2 separate regions of the Mus musculus genome follow, and region 2 is linked to region 1. Evidence: chromatin contacts called from public Hi-C data. All regions are on one chromosome and are shown on one strand. The core of a region is the stretch at or near the end of the contact, and the rest is flanking DNA. Distances in the headings are between cores, read along the strand shown. Region 1 overlaps Mbnl1 (muscleblind like splicing factor 1). Region 2 has its middle 76 kb from the start of Gm38326.

The links. A called contact is a pair of places that touch in the nucleus more often than the background predicts.
Region 2: a Hi-C map of the C2C12 cell line shows a contact between it and region 1, with 2.8 times the contacts expected there. The contact joins two enhancer-like sites. A contact is called at or near these places in 35 of 484 Hi-C or Micro-C datasets (the 3T3-L1 cell line, the 4T1 cell line, the Ba/F3 cell line and 18 more), 2 of 115 datasets of contacts at active chromatin or transcription factors (bone marrow-derived dendritic cells and liver) and 2 of 9 other capture datasets (adipose tissue and pancreatic islet).

What each region holds. Positions count from the first base shown.
Region 1 is chr3:60,615,963-60,620,525 of GRCm38.p6, reverse strand. All of the region lies in intron 6 of Mbnl1 (muscleblind like splicing factor 1), which reads right to left. Among named protein-coding and RNA genes, the nearest start is that of Mbnl1, 120 kb to the right of the region's middle. Within about 2 kb of position 2,700, at least 68 of the 459 cell types and tissues checked have an H3K27ac peak or open chromatin away from gene starts, as enhancers often do. A contact at or near this core is called in the 4T1 cell line, the C2C12 cell line, embryonic fibroblasts and 2 more, where this site is marked.
Region 2 is chr3:60,710,457-60,715,019 of GRCm38.p6, reverse strand. No RefSeq gene overlaps it. Among named protein-coding and RNA genes, the nearest start is that of Gm38326, 76 kb to the left of the region's middle. Within about 2 kb of position 1,914, at least 15 of the 459 cell types and tissues checked have an H3K27ac peak or open chromatin away from gene starts, as enhancers often do. A contact at or near this core is called in the 4T1 cell line, the C2C12 cell line, embryonic fibroblasts and 2 more, where this site is marked.

The sequences.
Region 1 (4,563 bases), core at 1,451-3,950:
TGCCACATTCATAGCTCCTCTTGTTCTCTGGCACACACATACTGAAAACCTGACTATTTTTACCAAGTACACACCACACTCACATATGGAGAACCTGTTCTGACTACAAGATTATTTTAGAATTCTAAGTTTTAAAATATAAAATGATTTTGTATTTCTATCTAAATCTTTGAAATCTTGGCACACCCGGTTTAAATACTAGCAGCATCTGTGATGAACATTTGTTGGAAAAAATATCTGCCAACTGAGTCCTGTCAGAGATGGTTTTACACAACAAACTGCCATTGAGAAACATAACTGAAATGCAGATCACTCAACTGGCATTGCAGTTACATCTGCAGTTATTGCTATCTGACCATGGACAGCGAGGGCAGATTAAACTCAGTACTGAATCTAGAGAAGCAAGCTAATATCCTATAGGGATGCAGTACATAAGACACTTGAGTAGATTTGTAATTTGCTAGTACTATTGTATAAAGACTTGTGAAAGGGCAACAAGAACAACAAAACAGACCACTAACAAAGACTATAATTTGAGACAACACAGTAAGCGCAACTTAATGCTGGGTCTAGATTCTGTGTAAGCGCTGCCCTCCAGGGCAGGAGGACTGGGAAAGAAAACGGCAAAGGAAAATGAAGGGGCAGAGTGTGTTGCCTAAGGAACACTGAAGCCCTTCAAATATTATTAAAGTTAAAGGTTTTGAATTGAGTACGATGCTACTGTTTTCGTACTGTATTCCATTCTCTTATGCACAACTGAGCCTGCGCGTGCTGGAAGTGAGCTGACCTTTCTCCATAACCTTAGCTTGTCCTGACTGAATTTTAGTTGGGGTTATCATCCTCATTATCATCGTAACCGATGCACACAGTTTCAGAAGGGATTTGTAGCAAATAAACACAAGGCAGCGATGGCAATACTAGCTGGGGTGCAGTAACTCACAAGTGTGGACACGGTGCTGTAGGACCCTCTTACCCAAACCAAAAGCCATTTTTGAAATGACCATAATATTCATCTTTACTTCCAATGGGTTAATTTACTAATGATGCCCAAATAGTCAATTTAAAGTTTCCCTCGGTTTTTCACACAAGACAAAATTTAAGCTAATATGTTGATCAACTCCCAATTTCCCCTAGAAAGATGTTTACACAGCAGAATGGTGTGGTTCTGAGAAATGTGTCACTGTGATTACATTATCTTTTAAATTAAAATTTTGATTATCTGTGTGAATATAAAAATACTTATATAAAATAAGTAAATTAAAGGTATAGCTAAGGAGAAAAACATAAATAGAAGAGAGAAAATGTTATAGTCAGGAATCTAATTGGAATGTCTTTGTGATAATTTTTGCTTATTTAAGTTGATAGTAAGAACTATAAAGATAATTTGACATACTCTAAAAATAATAAATATTGTTTTACTACTTAAAAATTTGCAGTCAATAAATTGTTAAAACTGAGATTCAATTATGTAATAGTTTCCTTATTTTTACTATTTATAAATATTTCAACATAAATTTTAAAAACTATAAATATTTATACTTATATTGATTATAATAAAAGCAACAGGTGAAAGATTTCTCTGCCTCGCTGGTCCAAACATCTACATCACCATCTAACAGTTTCCTGGCCTTTTCTTTATTTCTAGTAGTAGTGTAATGTGAGCCAACATATTAGTTGTCTTAAACTAGTTTAGCTCTTTAAAAAACTGTCTGATGGCACTGGCTGAGAGAAATATGATAGGTAGAGAGAAGTGATATGCTTCCAAGGAAGTTAAAATCATTATGGAAAACTGAAGATGGAGAACATGGAAGTCTGTGGAGCCATGAGTTGTTGGGGCCGAGGGCCATTCCTTCCCATCGCCTTGCCATTGGAAGATTCTTAAGGCACAGACTACATATGAGCTTATGAGCTTGGTCCAGGATGCTTGTATTCAAGGTCTTGCAAACATGTAATGGCTAAGGTGAATCATGGGGACTGAATGAAAATAGGAGAACATCTTCAAACCTGGGCTACACAGGGTAAGAGACAGAGGGGGAAAGATACTAGAGGATAGCCTCAAAATTCTCTCAGGAATGGTCTTTACTTCCTTCAGGTCCAGTGAAGTTAGAACTTGCCTTTATTTATATTTAAGGCAAAAATAAAATCAAATAAAATCAGTGTCACTGAAAGTCTTATTTCTGGCATATCAAAGGGGTTAAATTAATTTCTATGACATAAACGGGCTGTAGATTATAGCTGGTCTGTTTATGATCAGCTTAATTCTGAAGATTAAAGATAAAACAAGAAACTGTGTAGCTAAAACTGAAAAATCAATTAAATGAGCAAAAAACCCCACTGAACTTAATAAAGCAGTTATACTTAATATATTTTAAATAAGATAAAGGGCATAAAAAAAGGTGTGGAGTTTGGGGATTTGTAAGGGCTGTATTCTGAAATTCCTTTTAATGCAGTTATATGACAGGCTCATAGCTATTGAGAAACAAGCCCAGTTCCCTTAAAGTTCTGCTAAAAGTTTCCAGAGCCATGTAACTTATGACAAATCGCTACACTTCACTAGGCCCCATATTTCTCACTGGGAGCATGGACAGTCAAGCCAAACTTTGGGTTTGAGGAAAAAAAGGAGAGAAGACATCTAAGAGGTATTTGGCAGGCAATTACTGAGTCATTACTCAGCCAATGGTGACTCTTTGGAATGGAATGTGGAAAACAAAGAGGAGCACTGTGGGGCAGGAAACACTGCCCCTACCTGCCCCTACCTGTTGGCAGGTCTAGTGTAAATACCAGCATCCTGCAGGGCATGTAATCATGTGTGCTAAGTGAGTCAAAGGCAAGACAAAGACAAGGAGAAGAGAAGGAAGGAGGGAAGGAGAGGCCAGGGAGCTGAAGACAGAATGATGGACAGACACATGGGGTGGGGGTGGGAGGATAGAATCATGAATGGTGGACCAGATGATCAGATGCTATGGAAGTCTAAGTCTTTTCTTACATTAAATATGTGGGGGTTTTGTTTGTTTGTTTGTTTGTTTGGGTTTTGTTCTTTTCTTTTAGGTAGATGGTTAGCTAGAATCCTTGACTCATTGTCAAGAATCTAGTTCCTATATATGTAGTCACCTGTTCTATGGAGCTAGCACACTGTGCTTCCCTGTAATTTCAATGAAACAGACCCACACATCTACAGTTACTGTTGAAGCAACACACCTCATAGCCCTAAAAATCCAAGCTGTGAAAAATACAGTGTATTTTCTAAATTATACTGTAATTAATAGAATATTTCACCTGTATTAATTCTATAGTATATGCATATAAAATAAGCTAGATTTTGGGAAATGAGCTTATTCTGTCCAAGACACTACACATGTGATTATATTTGAATCTATGGTAAGGCTGACTTCCTTTAGTTCTAGAGGGAGTTTAAAAAGATAAAATCGCCAATATTTTCAAGCCAAAGAATTTGTAAATAAATACACAAATGTCTCAAAAACCTGGACAAAAATCACTAGACATAGCAATTTGTGCTGTGTTTGTCTGTGCAACCCTAGGAAGCAACCACTCAAGGATTCCTATCCACAAACACAACAAGATGGCCAGGGAGCTGCATGAGGCCTTGGGTACCCCTATCAGGCAGTCTGAACAAGGTATCCAAGAGCACACCTCTCATTTCATCATGGAATATTTTAATGAAATGTTTCAGCTAGCTGATGTACATGATGCACCTGATTCTATGTGGAAATGGCCAGTTTTCAGAAATGAACTATACAAAAAGTTTTGTTTCCTAGTAACATCTAATATGAGCATGATGTATTAATTTTCTAAGTCTAAAATAAACTGTCTCATTCTCTAATATCACAAAAATGTGATACTCTAAATACTGTCACCATAGCTCAATGTGCTAGATTTGTGATGCACATACCTAGCCATTCACTTACTAATTTGTTAATAAATTATTTTATCAAATATATATATTTCAAGTGTTCTCAAAGTAAAATTGTATAAGAAAGAAAAAGAGATTAGTGTGTCTTGGTAATTAATTTCAAAGCATAATGTAAAAAAGATGTATGAAATAAATTAAGAATATTCAAATAGTAAATTTCTAACCAACTAAGTGAGCTACTAGTATCTTATCCTTAGATCTCTGTGCGTAGGAGTATATCTATGTGACCAAACTGAAAAGGAACTGAAATCACAGCTGCATGACTCAGCACTAAACAGGAATGCCAATGGATGACTAAGCAGTAAATTTAACACCAAGGGAACTTAGGGCTACTTCAACTTCAGCATAGGAACAAGAATAATTTTGCCATGCATAATTAATATGAAGAGCACATTGTAAGAGCTCGAGAATAAATAAATTTTCACTGTCTTCTTTGCAAACTGAAGGTTGAAAATGTCAAAATTGAGTCATTTCATAAAATTGTGGAATCTTGAAGGCAAAGGGGTCTTACAGCAGGAGAGCATCATAACACAGCTTGACAAACATACAACAGTGTTGAGGAAAGAGAAAAAGAGAGAGTATTTCAATTCCAAATAGCATAAACACCAGAAATATATAAAGCATGTCTGTGT
Region 2 (4,563 bases), core at 665-3,164, 95 kb before region 1:
CGGGCTACTGGTACTAAGGCTATTTAGATATTTGTGATTTCAAAGGAAGTAAGAATATATTTCACAAGCATAGCATATATTATACTTTCACTTCCCCTCCTAACATGAAATATTCAGCAAATAGTGAGATACAATTTTCTGGAAAAGTGTTTGCCAGATGTTTTCTTGAGGGGCAATACTCCATCAGTCAACAGTATTGGTAGTGTTCTGATGGTTCTGCATGGGTTGGTTTGACATTATTCTCAAAATATGCCTAACAAAAGCTAAAAAGTAAATAATTTGTAAGTGCCAGCTCAAACACTATATTAAAACTTTCCTCTCTAATTAGGGACTATTTTAATTTGTTTTTTTATAGTACATTCATGTTTTTAAAATATAAGAACTTTAAAAGATGATAACAAGATAAAAATCCCAAATCAACAGAGACCTCTCTCTGATCTGAAACTACACTGCCACCCCATGTCTGTACTGTAGAAAATGTTTAAACAGATTATATAATTTATTTCCTAATCTAAATCTGTTATTATGGCCATTAAGTAGGAAGGAAAAAGTCCAATGCATAGATTTTTCCAAATTTATGATGCTGATAATCTCTGAAGTTAGAATTCGTATATGACCCAGCTGTACAGTGCCTATCCATGCTGAATACTGCAGAGCCTAAGTACGCAACAAAACTGAGACAACACAGGGCATTTATTTATTTTGTAGTTAGCTAGATTTCTAAAAATAAATAATACAGTCATGGGGTTTAAAATGGTAAGTTTTACTCCATCACCAAAGTAATATTGTCGTGGTTAGTATTGTCAGCTTAATAGAACTGAGGCTCATCTGGGAAGTGGACCTCTGAGCATGCCTGAGCAGTTACCTTGATTGCATGAATTGAGTAGGCAATACCCACCACTATGGGCAGCACCATTCCCTAGGCAGGGCATCCTAGACTATACAAGTAGAGAAAGTGAAGTGAAGTGATCAGCACACTTATATTTGTGGTCTGTTCCTGACTGTGAATGTGGTGTGCCCACCTTCAGCCTTCCCCTGCCTTGACTTCCTGCCATGTTAGACTATCACTTTGGATTGTAAGCTAAAATAAACCCTTTCTCTTTCATCTTGCTTTTTTCAGAGTAATTTTTGTAGCAACAAGAAAACAAATAACATAATATTTTTCCAAAATAAGATATACCATTATATTTTTTTAAATTTCTGCAAAAATTATGTATTTGTATACAGATATATTTTTGAAAGTTTTTTTTTACACAACTGAACATTTAAACACTGCTTTCAGTCTTTGTATATTTGTTAAGCAATATATTCTTGGACATAATTCCATATTAATGCAACAATCTAAATTTACCTCTATTTGGATATTTTCAATTTACTACTAGGAAAAACTGTCTTTTTCTCAGAAGTACCAAGACTTCCTTTCTCAAGTTATCAATATCATAAGAGGAAAAAAGCGTTCTCTTTCCCCCATAGTTTGGTGTAAAACTTTAATTTTACAGACAGAAGCAGTAAGACAAAGCAAGCCAGAAACCAACTAAAACACTGATAATTTTCAAATTAAAACTCTATTGGGGGTTAGAACTGTAATTTCCCATTTCCAATTGTTTTGTGAACATTATTCATCTCTAACCCTTCACAATAAATGCTTCAAATTGCAAAATTTTCAATTAATTAACGGAGTTGTACGTGATTAAAAACCTTCACTGCTATCTCTTCTACAGCAACTTTTTGTCATATTCAGCATAAAACAATAAGGAAATCTTCAATTCACATCATATTTCTTCTATTCAGTACGTGTCTATCTGTATACACATATAAAATTCCACATCCAATAATTTGAATAACCAGAGCCCTACGTGGTCAAATTTGGTTTCCTCTTCCTTTTTCTGATTCTTATTCATATTACTCATATGGCTGGAATGTTTGGATTGTGAACTTAAATCAGTTGGTTAAATTTATAATGTGACCTCTCATGACCGTCATCTCTCAAAAATGTTCTTGTTCTTGCCTAGCTCAGTTTTTATTCTCTGTTACTACCCCACAGTTTTTTCTCCTTGTCTATTTTAGAATCCCAGGAACCAAGAAAAGTTTAAAAAATTATTACCCGGAGCTCTTGACTCTAGCTGCATATGTATCAAAAGATGGTCTAGTCGGCCATCACTGAAAAGAGAGGCCCATTGGACTTGCAAACTTTATATGCCCCAGTACAGGGGAACGCCAGGGCCAAAAAGGGGGAGTGGGTGGGTAGGGGAGTGGGGGTGGGTGGGTATGGGGGACTTTTGGTATAGCATTGGAAATGTAAAGGAGCTAAATACCTAATAAAAAATGGAAAAAATATTTTTCATAAAAGGTATCCACAAAGACTGATAAGGCTTCTTACTCCTCATTCCCTAGAGGTTTCTACCAACTTATGAGCCAATATTTGCATTTTTAAGAAAAAATAGTATTATATGCTTTTCCCAACATGTTTAGGACATTGAATGAAGGTTCTATTTTCAGTCCAATGGTTACATAACATAGCTAGAATATGTTTAGGCTTTTCTTCAATAACATGTTAACCCTTCTATTATAAGATGAAGTTTTAAGTTCTAAAAACATCACCATCTTGTCCCCTTTTAGGCCAAAGACAAAATTATAAATACTATTCATTAGGCAATGATGGAGGGATAAAGAAATGAGGTAATTAATAGTGATGAAGAATCTTTAATGGCACCAAGGAAGAGTTAGGATTTGAAGTCAGAGGCCTGTGATTTGGACAAGACTTTACATCATGCCCTTCAGACTTTCGAAAAGACATTTAAATTTTCAGAGTAGTAGAACCTATCCCACCAGTTTTTTGTTTGGTTGTTTTATTGTTTTTGTTTTTTAGAACCACAAAAACCACCTGGAGTGATGTGCATATGTAATTCTGCCAACTCCAGAGACTGAGATGGGTGAATCACTTGAGACCAAGAGGTAGAGACTATCCTTGATAATACAATGTGATGCATCTAAACAATTAAATGGAATTGGTTAAAAACAATTACTTTAAAACTCACTTGTGTTAGTTTACTTACCCATTTGTGAGTTCATGAACATTTGAGGATTGTGGAGGAAAAATCTCAAGCACTAAGAGGCAGTAGCACCAGGGGCTTTAGTGAACAGTGCTCAACAGGTTGCACTGAAAGTGAAGCCCTTCTCAGCCATCATTCCAGACCACAACTGGTCAGAAAGAGAGAAAATTAACCCCATCCTTAAGTGGATAGATGAGGTTGTCCTCCAGCAAGAAAGGATAATTTTTGAGCCAGAATTGTACAGAATAGCAGGACATGAATTATTCTATAGCCTATTGTTTACCTGAGACATAGTTATAATGGTTAGTTTTGGTTGTCCACTTGACACAACAGATAATCACCTGAAAGTGTGTCTAGAGCAGTTTGTCTGTGGGAATTTGTCTTGATTACATACATCAACGTGGAAAATCCAGCCCAAAGGTGGACAGACAACACCATCTTCTAGGATTGAGTCCCAAACTGCATTTAAAAACGAGTAAGTGAGGTGAGTATATGCATGCATACTTTGTCTTACTGCTTTCTAGTCTTGGCTGTGGATGTGATGTAACCCATCCTTTGGCATTCCTGATGATGTAACTTCTCTGTATGTAATGAACAATAGCCTAGAGCTGTGAACTAAAATAAAGCTATCCTCTCCTATGTTGCTTTTCTCAAATATTTTCTCACAGCAACAGGAAATGAAACTATGGCATACATCTAGTAGACATTGTATACATTTTTAGGTAGAATAAAATGAAGGTAGTATTTAAATAGCTAAAGATATGTTAGCTTGGACTATATGTTTAACAACTGAATATATTGAAGAGTTAAGTTTGATGCTGGCAAGATATGAGCTAATGATTCTTGACTGAAGTGAAGATAAAAACATAGGAGCCTTTATATAGAAAAAAACCTCTTCAAGTCAGAGCTTAACTATATGATATGTACTGAATGTCTGGGGCATGCTGGTGGCCCAGTGACAGATGCTATAAAACCATTTCATCTATGTTCTACAGTGCTCAGTGGTTCACATTCTGAATGTAATTATCATGCTAGGAAAATGTATATTTGCCCAATTCTGACCTCTTTATTGACTTTTATTGATGCCTAAAATGATTGAAAATATATTTGTAAACATTAGAAAGCCCACAAATGATGGTAAATATCTGATACCCATTCTGCATGGAAGAGCCTTTATTTTAATGTTAGCTTCCATGGCATCTATCTCTATGTATTGTCAGTTTCAAGCCAAATTATTGAATGCAGAATATGCAGAAGACACCATTATATTCATGTATATCACATAATTATTTTATGATATAGTGCCAAGGACCGGGCTCAGTTGCCCCCCTCAATCTGTGGGAATCAGAGTCTCAGACAGATGGGCATAGAGTCAACAAGAATGGGGTGACAAACAGACATGGGCACGAGAGAGTGTGCTGAATCTGAATGTAATTTGTCAAATCGAGAATCAAACTTTTTATACAGAAGAAAATAGGGAAGTGAGGTGACACATTGGCAAGGTACAATG